Linked DNA regions of Gossypium arboreum: region 1 is linked to region 2. Evidence: chromatin contacts called from public Hi-C data. All regions are on one chromosome and are shown on one strand. The core of a region is the stretch at or near the end of the contact, and the rest is flanking DNA. Distances in the headings are between cores, read along the strand shown. Region 1 holds the start of LOC108465610 (axial regulator YABBY 4). Region 2 holds the start of LOC108466924 (alpha-glucan water dikinase, chloroplastic).

What was found. Hi-C and Micro-C count contacts between places; a contact is called where the count stands out from the background.
Region 1: a contact with region 2 is called in a Hi-C map of leaf, with 2.5 times the contacts expected there. The contact joins the promoter of LOC108465610 here to the promoter of LOC108466924 in region 2. A contact is called at or near these places in 2 of 5 Hi-C or Micro-C datasets (both in leaf).

What each region holds. Positions count from the first base shown.
Region 1 is chr2:96,462,398-96,467,852 of ASM2569848v2, forward strand. It overlaps LOC108465610 (axial regulator YABBY 4), which reads left to right and starts at 1,761. Exons shown (of 6, transcript XM_053025058.1): 1 at 1,761-1,939; 2 at 2,039-2,176; 3 at 2,348-2,480; 4 at 2,577-2,625; 5 at 2,728-3,000; 6 at 3,567-3,897. The coding sequence starts at 1,859. The coding sequence ends at 2,893. It overlaps LOC108465611, which reads right to left. Exons shown (of 5, transcript XM_053025057.1): 1 at 4,757-5,455; 2 at 4,511-4,616; 3 at 4,348-4,426; 4 at 4,102-4,201; 5 at 2,275-2,795. The coding sequence starts at 4,828. The coding sequence ends at 4,150.
Region 2 is chr2:95,990,975-95,996,152 of ASM2569848v2, forward strand. LOC108466924 (alpha-glucan water dikinase, chloroplastic) reads right to left here and starts at 2,130. Exons shown (of 34, transcript XM_017767302.2): 1 at 1,920-2,130; 2 at 1,337-1,695. The coding sequence starts at 1,618.

The DNA of each region.
Region 1 (5,455 bases), core at 511-3,010, 470 kb after region 2:
GGAAGATGAAATGGGTGTGGGTGCACGTATGGATCCATCAATTAAAGTTGGTTTATCCCAAAATGGTTAAAAATTGAAAGCATATGAAAATTATATTAAAGTTATAGGAAGCATTGAGAGTCTTGATGATTTGAAGATGCTGTATTGACATTTCCATATATGAAGTATGGATGGTGGGGACATCACAGGGAGCACATGGGTGAGACAGTCAACAAGAGAGTGAAAGCAAGGTGAAATGGAAAATGGGGAAATAAATGTGAGCATTAAGGATGATGGTAGTGCATGCAAAGCAAATAACAAGAACAAAGACAGCAGTGGAAAGTAGGGAAGTGAGGGCATTGCTCATAATCTCAATCAAACTTACCTTGTTTGAGGAAAGACAAAACCTGAGATGCCCATTTTCCTTCTCCATACACTCTTCTAGAAACTTCCCCTCCTCTTTTAAATGGTAAAAAAAAAAAAAAAAAGCCTCTTGCCCTGAACTAGAGAGTAAATGTTACAGAAAACAACACATGAAAACCATTAGTCACTATGTCCCTTTTTCATCCTTTTAATGGAATTGGCTAACATCAAATGCCACACACCAAGGTTGAAGCTTGCGATTGTTTTTAGCAATTTAATTAAAACTCTGTGTGAATCACAACGTTGACAAGCTTGGGAGGACTACTTTTGTCAGAACATGAAATGGTATTTCTTTCTTTTCTTTTTCTATTATTTTCTAGGAGAGATGATAACTGGGGGAAATGCTAGTCTCTTATTTTTCTTTTTATAAATATTCAAATATTTAACTTACAGTTGCATCATTGTAATTGTAAAGCACATGAGTGATTATATACTGAATTTTGGAGTAGAATTTTTTAAAAAAAAAAGTAGATATGAAATAGATATGAAGTGATTATGATAATTGCTTATATTGTCTCAACTCACTCATTATTTTATTATTATATTTATCATTTTTGAAATATTATGTTTAAATATTTATTTGACACTAAAAATGATAATATTAAAGATAAATAGTAAAAATTAAATTGACACGTAATCTGAGTGGGGTAAGACGAATATGGATAAAGTGATAGTGATTTTAAAATTATACATCTAATGTGGAGCGAAGTGGATAGTGGAGCAGAGCATATTAACTATAAAGTGATGGTGGATTTATACTAATATTTGTCATCTCTCGTTCCATTGTCATCCTAAAATTTATCTATGAATTTTATAATTTATTATTATTTTATACACTCAAAATTTGTTTTTCACAAATGAGTTGTTATGCTGTCCCATGTCCTTTGATTATATTAAAATTAAAATTTAAGTACATATGACAGATTATAATTTTGAGGATATTTTTGTTTTTCTATATTTTTATATTTAAAAAAGAAAAATATAAACTCATATAATAAAATTTCAACTCGTCACTTATTTTTATTTTATTATTACAATTAAATTTTAATTTTACATCAATTTTTATAAATATATTTATTATATAAAATTTTTCCATCATAAGTTAGTACAATTTATTATCGTGAATTTAAGCATTAACCACATATTTTAATCTGCCGCAACAACAAAGATCTGCCATATTTGAATATCATTTATTGTTCCACGAATGTATGTACTTTGTTTAAATTTGTTTAGCAACAATAATGAAAGCACAATGCTTAAGGAATTAAGTGGTATAAGATATAACTAAAGAAAGGTAATATCCTTGTAATTAGAGTCTCTGTACAATTTATAAATCCCACCTCCCATGTATATCAAAAGCCCACCACATCATCCTCATTGTCTCTCTCTCTCTCCCCCTCACTTCCTCACACACAAACTCTCAGAAACAGACAAACTAACATCAACAAAGAAGAAAATGTCGACACTGAATCATCTCTTTGATCTCCCTGAGCAGATTTGTTATGTACAATGTGGTTTCTGCACTACCATTTTACTGGTAAAAGAAAAAAAGAATGTTTTTCCCACACTATATATGCATGCGTTAAAGTCTTTTCTCTCTCCAGCTTCTGATAATTTGGCTTTTGAAATATTGCAGGTAAGTGTCCCATGTAACAGCTTGTCCATGGTGGTGACAGTGAGATGTGGGCACTGCACAAGCCTTCTCTCAGTTAATATGATGAAAGCTTCGTTTGTCCCACTGCACCTTCTAGCTTCCTTTGCTCATGATGATGAGGTATAAGTATATGTTAATCAACAGCTTGTATGTCGATAATATATGGTCACTACTAGGTTATATTAGCATGTCACCAATTTGATTAATCGATGTCTATCTTTCTTAACTATAGATGATTATCAGTTTCATTAACATCATATTATATACCATATGTGAGCTTCTGTCAATCAGCCAAAAGAAGAAGCAGTTTCAGAAGAAGTGGGTGGCCATAGGAAGACCTCAGACAGGCGCAGCCCATCGTTGATGAGCTCTTCCGATAATGGAGAAGAAGATATAGTCCGTGTGAATCCCACAGTCAACAAGCGTGCGTCCTTTCTTTCCATTTTAAAACTTGGATGTAACACAAGGGAGAACTGTTTCATCGTTCCAATTCTAATACTAGTTTAGTCCAATTTTACAGCGCCAGAGAAGAGGCAAAGAGCTCCATCAGCTTATAATCGCTTCATCAAGTAATAAGACCCCCCCATCTACGTTTATAGAAAAACCAAAAAAAAAAAGTTTTTCTTTGACTTAGTACATTTATCATATATAGATTCATTCATTCTTGGTGGCAGAGAAGAGATCAGGAGACTGAAAACTCAAAATCCCAACATTCCGCACAAAGAAGCCTTCAGCACTGCTGCAAAAAATGTATGTTTCAGACACCCAAAAGAATCAACAAGACAAACCCATGCTTTCCAGCATATGTTTTGTAATATATATATATATATGTCTTAATATTTCAGTGGGCCCACTTTCCTCCCATTCACAAGCACAACAAAGGAGAAGGAGTGAGTTGTGAGCGGGACGAGGGAGAGGCGTCATGGAACGTAGAGGCTACTGAGGTTAGCTTTTCTCTCATCCTAAAAATTTTATAATTTTAATCCTTTTACAAGTACATCTAGCTAGCTTTAACTATTTAGAGCTGTAAAAAAAAGTACTGTACTTGCGAGTCATGTAGCAATTCCTCATGTTATTGAACTTTATGTGATCGTTTATGGAGTTTGCATCAATCATTGACATAATTAGTTAGCTGTACTCTTTAAGCCATCACATGGTACTATAGGGATAATACATCATTAATTAATGACAGAAAATTTGTGACATTGCATGCATGCTTATTCTTCTTCATGCCTTATGATTCTTATACATACTAAGAAAGAAGTTTATGGTAAATAAGCTTACAGGCAACAGTAATTCAATAATTATAAAGGGTCATTACTCAAACTGAGGATAGCTATAGGGTAGTCCTTTTCTTGCAGTTCAATTATTACATGTAGAAAAGAAATTAATAAGTTAGCTATTTAAGGACACTTGAACATACTGTTAAGACTTCTTTAGCTTCATAATGTTTGGGGTAATATATGCGACAGAAAAGGGTTGCATGACTTTCTGTTGTGACAAATTTCAGGTTCACATACAAGGCAATGATTTCCGTGAAAGAAAAGCCGCAAGGAATTCCATATGGACCAAGTCACCATTTGAGTGAAGTGATGAACAATTAATTCTATCCCTAATTAATTTTATTAGTATAAAATTTCTTCCACAAACTATTAACTCCTTTAGGGCTACTGATACATGAATATATGTACTATATAAAGGTAGGTTTCAAAATCATATGCCCTTTTCTGGGAGATGCTCTTGGGAATGAAGTCTTCACTGCAAGTCTGTACTAGATATGACTGTCTTCCAAAAAAAAAAACACTTTAGTTTTCTTAAGAGAAATTCCAAGTTTACTATTACTGCTACTTCTGGTACTTTAGCTAGTGCTAAATATATCTAAATTTGCTATTTCTCAAAGTTCTGCATGTCTGAATCATCATGCTTGAGTTAATTTACTTTTAAGCAAAAAACTTATGATTATATATACATTTTGCAGCTGTTAAGTTAGCATGTGTTGGAGTTAATTAAGTTGGAAAATTTTATACATTCTATTTCTAGCTTACCTTGGAATATAGACACAGTTCAGCAACAATTAATTGTGAATTTGTCATTCACTTCCAGTACTGATTCTTCCTTTCATAACTCGGTTTCCTTCGAATGTACCTTCCAGGAAAATCGAAAACGAAACACTTGTAATTGCATCTCTATGAATATATATTGATTTCTAAAAGTATATACCCAACTTTCAGTCTTTGAATATGGTAACATATATGGAATGTGTGGGGTAGCACATGCTTAATAACTCTTACCCATAAAAGGCCTGTAGGGAGAGAGAGCTTGAAAATGCTTCAAAGAAGTCCTTGTTCTCCTTTTCTAGCTCTCTCCACACTATCAAATGCATTAATATTAAAACGTTTAAATACCCAAATTATTTGATCATATATGGTATAATATGTTGCATTCTTTTATCACCTGTAATTGTAATGCACGGCCGAATGCTTGCATACTTTGCCAGTGCCTTGACACATTGTTGTCGGTTCATGTAAAGCAGCAAACATCTCTCGATCAGATGTTGAACCTGCAAATTTTCCCATGAAAAACCAAAAAAACAGTACTAGTCATAATAAACTCCAACTTGACGATTCTGCAGGTTTCAGTACTATTGTTTTCGACTTGAAAACGTGAATAGCAAAGAAAGTTGGAAGAGATTTCACTTACCATCCTAATGTAGCTATGTGGGTGGCAATGAAGACAAGGAATAACATGGTTGTAGTTGTGACAGTATATCATTTTTTTCTCTAACAGAAATGGACAAAACGAATAGAAATGCCAAAAGAAGAAGAGAAAATAGATTAGGGGATGGAGAGCCAAAAGGGGAAAAATAGGAAAAGAAAATGAAGTGCAAACAAAGGTACAAAGGGAAGGATAGGTGGATTTATATAGAAGAACCAAAATTGGGTAGGGCGACTGTTATCCAGAGATATCTGAGTGAAGGGCCAAAAGAGCATAAGAAATCCAAACAATAGATTCACCTCATCTTCAGGAGATAAGAAGTTTTGAGATTGAAAGGGGTTTGAAAACCATCAGTTAAACCATGACCGATCGCTGCATGCATGAATGGTCCCTCTAATGAATGCTAAAGCATAAATGGAAACCTAAAGATGGTGAGTGAGAATGGGTTGTGTTAGATCTTTGGATTAATGGATTCTGACCATACAAACCAAGAGGGTTGCTTTGTGTAGGAAACATGAGACACGTTTTATGGGGTTAAATTGGTGAGGTGGGCGAGAGGGGAGACACAAACAAACATAAGGCCAAGCTGGACTTTCTTTAATTTGGTATGATATACACAAGCAAGTAAGAATGAGGAATGGCAGATTGGCAACACAAAGTGGAGGGATTCAAATCCATTATTGC
Region 2 (5,178 bases), core at 880-3,379:
CAAAAAAGAAATATGAATATTTGTTTATGTATCCCCACTCGAGAAAGGAACAAATACCATTTTATGAAAGGATATACATGATAACAGGAAGCAAGATTCAGATGTCTCAGAACATTACAAAATATACATTTATCCAATAAACCTCTTTTCAATGGATTGTAATACATGTTTTATGCAATTTATGCAAGTGCTTCTTCAAACCCAAAATAGGTTGCCACAAAGATATATTATAGCCGGTTTCTATCCTTTCATGCTCGAGTATAAGTTGTAGTAAATTGGCCTAAGAGTTCAACAGTTAAAGAGTGACCCAGAGAAAGAATCGCTTACATAAATTTTGGGGAAAAAAGTCAACTAAATTTGATAGTAACCAAACTAGCATAATATGCACTTAGAACAATAGGCTAAAAATGAAACAAAAGCTAAACTGCAATGCAGTACATTCTCTTTTTCCTGGATAAGTGTATGTTTTATTTATCCAAAGATGCAGATTTAACTGCTACAGTGAAACAACCACCACTTGGATCATCATCCTTAATCCTATTACAACCAAAAATTCAGTATTTAGACCCCGTATTAAAATCATGCATGAGTTTTGGTTCAGATTTTATTCTGATTTAAATCCCACCGTGTGTGTTATCTAGTTTTATTCCTTTGCAAATCCAGATATATTATATTTCAATTGGATTGTACCTTTTAATAGTTAATTATGGTTATAACTATTTAGATACGCATTTTTCATAATCATAATTGTGATTGTAATTATCTATATGTAGCAACGGTATCATTTATGTCAAAAAAAGAAAAGAAAAAAATAATCTTCTTAGCAAAATGAAGGAAAAAAAAGGTATAAATATGGCAGAAAATTTTGAAAAGCTCTAAACGACTTACAGCCATTTTTTTCAGCATTTTTTTTTTATATAATTGAAAGATCATATCAAAATCCAAAAATGCAGAATACAACTATTTATCAGAATATTCATTTTTAAAGGTAAAACAGGTACAGGAAGAATTAATCTCATTTACTATATACTAGATTTATAGCACACCTGGGCAAAAAAACTATATAACAAATATATTTATTAAAAATTCATAAAAACTAATTGATATTTTGATTACAATAGTAACGTGAGTGGTGTTTTAGTTTGATTTATTATATAATAAAAGACAAAAGCACTCTCAAGGTAATTGAGTAATTACGCAATTGAATCGGTGCTCCGTTGATGATTAATAAATAAATAAACCACCATAATTGCGTCAGTCTGTGTCGCAAAATTCTAAAATTAAGGGGAAAAAAAAAAGGCATAAGCAAAGTTGCAAGGCTAGAAAAGGCGTTTACCTCAGAAGCCGGATCGGTGGCTAACACGGCTTGAGGGATGAAGGCCAGAGGGCGTTGGCTCCCCATGGCTAATTTGTGTTTCCTCTTACTCAAACTGTTACCATAAAATTTAGTAGATATCTGATATTTGCGTGGCTGAGCTAGCGATTGATTCAGAGAAGCAGTGGCACACAAGGAATTTGAAGCGATGCCAGAAGAACCTTTTAGCTTGATTTGATGCTCTAAAACCGTGGGACGGAGGAAATGCTGCTGTATCAAATTCTGGCCCACGCTATTACTCATCTTCCTTGTTAACACTTCGTAACAAAATCTAATTAAAAATTTTAATAACGCTTCTTTCTGTTCTTTTTTTTTTTAAGCTGGAGGAAAAAAAAACAAACAGTATTACTATAATGGTTCTAGTAGCATCATTTCCCCATACTTAACGAACAATCATAGTAACCCAAAGAAAAAAAATCCATAATTTCGTAAAAATGAAAAAAAAAAATATATATATATATATATATCAATACGTATGAAATGCTAGTGAAAAATCTGGAATTAAGAAGGATGAGGCGTTGAGAGAAGGAATTAGTGAAAATACCTTGAAAGAGTCGGAAATCTGGACGAGAGAATTTGAGAATATATGATTTGATTTCGAAGAATAATAAAATAGGAAATATTTATCAATAATTTTCTTCTTTTTTTTTTTAGCAAATGCGCTTAAGCTTTGAGTGAGTGAAAGCTATGAAAATTATGGAAAAACAGGACCAGAGTTCCGTCAGTTGTGTATGCCAATTTATCATCAACATTTGGCACGTGTCGGTTTGCTTGTAAGAAAACGTAGCAAAGCTCGGGATTGGGGTCGTCACGTGCGATATCGGGAAAAGGGCAGCCAACGCGTGGGGTCCGTGAACAGTGTGTCGACTTTCGTCGACTTATGATATTTAAATTGTTAGTCGACAATTGCCCCTTGGTTTTCGATAGAATTTCGAGATTTACCCCTCCTACTTTTTATATTTCTCAGATCTTTTTTCATATCTTATGGTTTTCCAAAATTAAACTGATTTTTTAATAATAATATAGATATTTTTATTTAATATCAATATAAATATTAAAATAAAAATTTTATTTAATCATATTCTAGTGAGATGATGATGTAACAAAATTTAATTGATTGATTTTTTTAAGCAATATTAACGAGTAGGTACCAATTTTAATAACAAAATCAAAATTTAGATACTCGGATCAATCAAAAAATAATTTATCTACCTTAAACAAATTCAATAGTTTAGATACTTCTTATTCAATTAGGCCGTTAAAATATATATTTGCTCCATTGTGGCTCTTGGGTTAAAGCCTACCGGAACTCCTTATATTATTATGTAAAGTTCAGTTTAGTCCATGTATTAAAAATAGGTTCAATTTAATCCTTGTAAATTAAAAATTTATTCAAATTATGACATCATTAATTTTTTCATTAAATTGGTGATAATTTTGACAAAATATATCATGTTCAACTTATTTACCATGACCTAACCCAACCCAACCCATAAAAATACTCAACCATCCCAAAAAAACATTCCATGTATCTTTGAAGTATCATTTTTCTTCAATCACGCAATAGTTCAAAGATACATGCATGTGTATAGTTGAAGAAATTTTCAAATCAATTACAAAATGCCACGTGTCAAGTTGAAATTAACATGATTCAGGCAAAACTATCATGATAAAAAATGATGACATCATATTTGTGTCATAATTATTTTTCTCTAATTAATTTAAATTAATTAAGAGATAAATAATAAAATTTTATATTATCACTAATTAAAAAATAAAATAATTATGTGATAATATTAATGATGATTTTATCTCTAATTAATTAAAATAATAAGAGATAAATAATAAATAAAAAGTTTAAATTTTGTAGAACAATCAAATTAAGTAGGTAATGTCTATTAGAATTCTCTTTTCAAGCAATAGGCACTATAAAAATGGTCACCTAAGTCATTCTATACATTCACAAGTTTTGAAAAAGTAGAAGAACTTGAAGAAATTCTAAAGAATATCACATCAGTTTTGAAAAAAAAAATAGTTTTCTAATCCAATTTAACCTTAGAAAGGAAGACAAAAGTTGTTTATGAAGAAAACCACTTTTCGATCCAAATAAATTGAAAAGAAGGTCCAAATTTGTTTCAAGAGTAAGTCCATACGACACTTGGAGCAATTTGCATTCATCTAAGACCAAGTCTAGACAATCCTGAGATTGAAGCCAAATTGAAAAGAAGAATCAAAGGAGAATTTCTTTGCATTCAAAAGATTTATTTAAGAAATTTCTAAAAATTATAACTTTTTTACAAAGTTATCAATAAATTTGACTCTAAAAATTTCAAGTCAACTTTTGACTTGAAATTTGTGTGTACAAATTTCTGGCATACCTAGTAGTTTAATCTTTGCCTTTAATCTCTTCTCAAAGTTACAATCAACTCAAAGAAGATCATCATCAACAAACCAGCTTGCAAACTCATTCAAGCTAATCTTGTAGCTCATTCCTTTTTTAAATTCACGTTAACATTTTAATTAGAATAGTTAAAGCTATTAAGAATTTGAATTAACCATGTCATTATAAAGTAGAGGACCAATTTATGTCAAATCAAAATATAAAGATTAAATTTTAAATATAAATGTAAGAGAGATCAAAACTGTAATTACCAAAGAAAGAGAAATAAAATAGTTGTACATATGTCATCAAGAGAAGATGCCTTTAGGGCCACAATTTTTAGGAAAAAAACACATTTTAATTAACATAAGTTATAATATATATTTAAGAAAAATTCAACTATTTTGAGGATAAAAATTATTTATATAGTTTAATATTATTGTATATCAAATTAAAATATAATGATTAAATCTCAAATATGATCATAATCATTATAAGAAAATGGCACTAGTGTAGGTGGAAAAACTAAATTTATGTAAATATAATTATAAAATTATATAAAATAAAAACTAAATTATTGATTGAAATAAAAATAATAATACTTGAGGGTTTTTGTGTCTTATATTCAACCCATCATTCTTGGATTTATTGTGAACTTTATTTAAAAAATATATAACCATTTCTCAGTTACAAATATCTAATTATAAAGTTGCATGAGAGGATAGAAATGGAAAGTGCTAAAAGATATTTGAGAGTGGTTTGCTTTCTAGAAAAATGGTATACAAGAATAGATGCAGCTATCGGCATACGGTGGGTCTTCTAATACTGACATGCTTGTCGAGACCTAACCAAGCTATTAAACTCTCCTTTTTAGTTGAAATCCTTAATCTTGAAACACTGATGGGCCTAACTTGGTTTTGGAATAATAATGAAACCTAGCTTAACCCATAAGATCCATGCATCAACTAAAAGAAGAAAGAAAAAGGGGGAAAACCCATGAACACGCAATTCAAAGATCCTCACTCCCCCGGCATTGTTTTGGCGAATTATAGAGATGCATGGTAGGGGAAATGGGTCCCAATCCCAAATATCTTTTCCCTGTATGGAGTAGTTTTATGTCGGTAAGCAATTTAATTTCAGCCCCAAATGAGATAATAAATATCATCCCACACCGAAAAGATAAGAGAGAAAAAATTATGTGTAAAGAAGAAGACAAGCATTTCTTTTTCTTTTTATCACTCCTGATTATGCAACTATACTAAAGCTGTTTTGCTTTCACACCCAAAACTCAATTTGTGTTTTCATTCTACTGAAAATTTTATAAAGCTATTAGGAGAAATAGTAACGTTAGAGGGGAACGGCAAGCGCTTTGGGAGTTGAAGTGAGAGTCACTAAAAAGAAAGATATTTAAAGGGTTCATGTG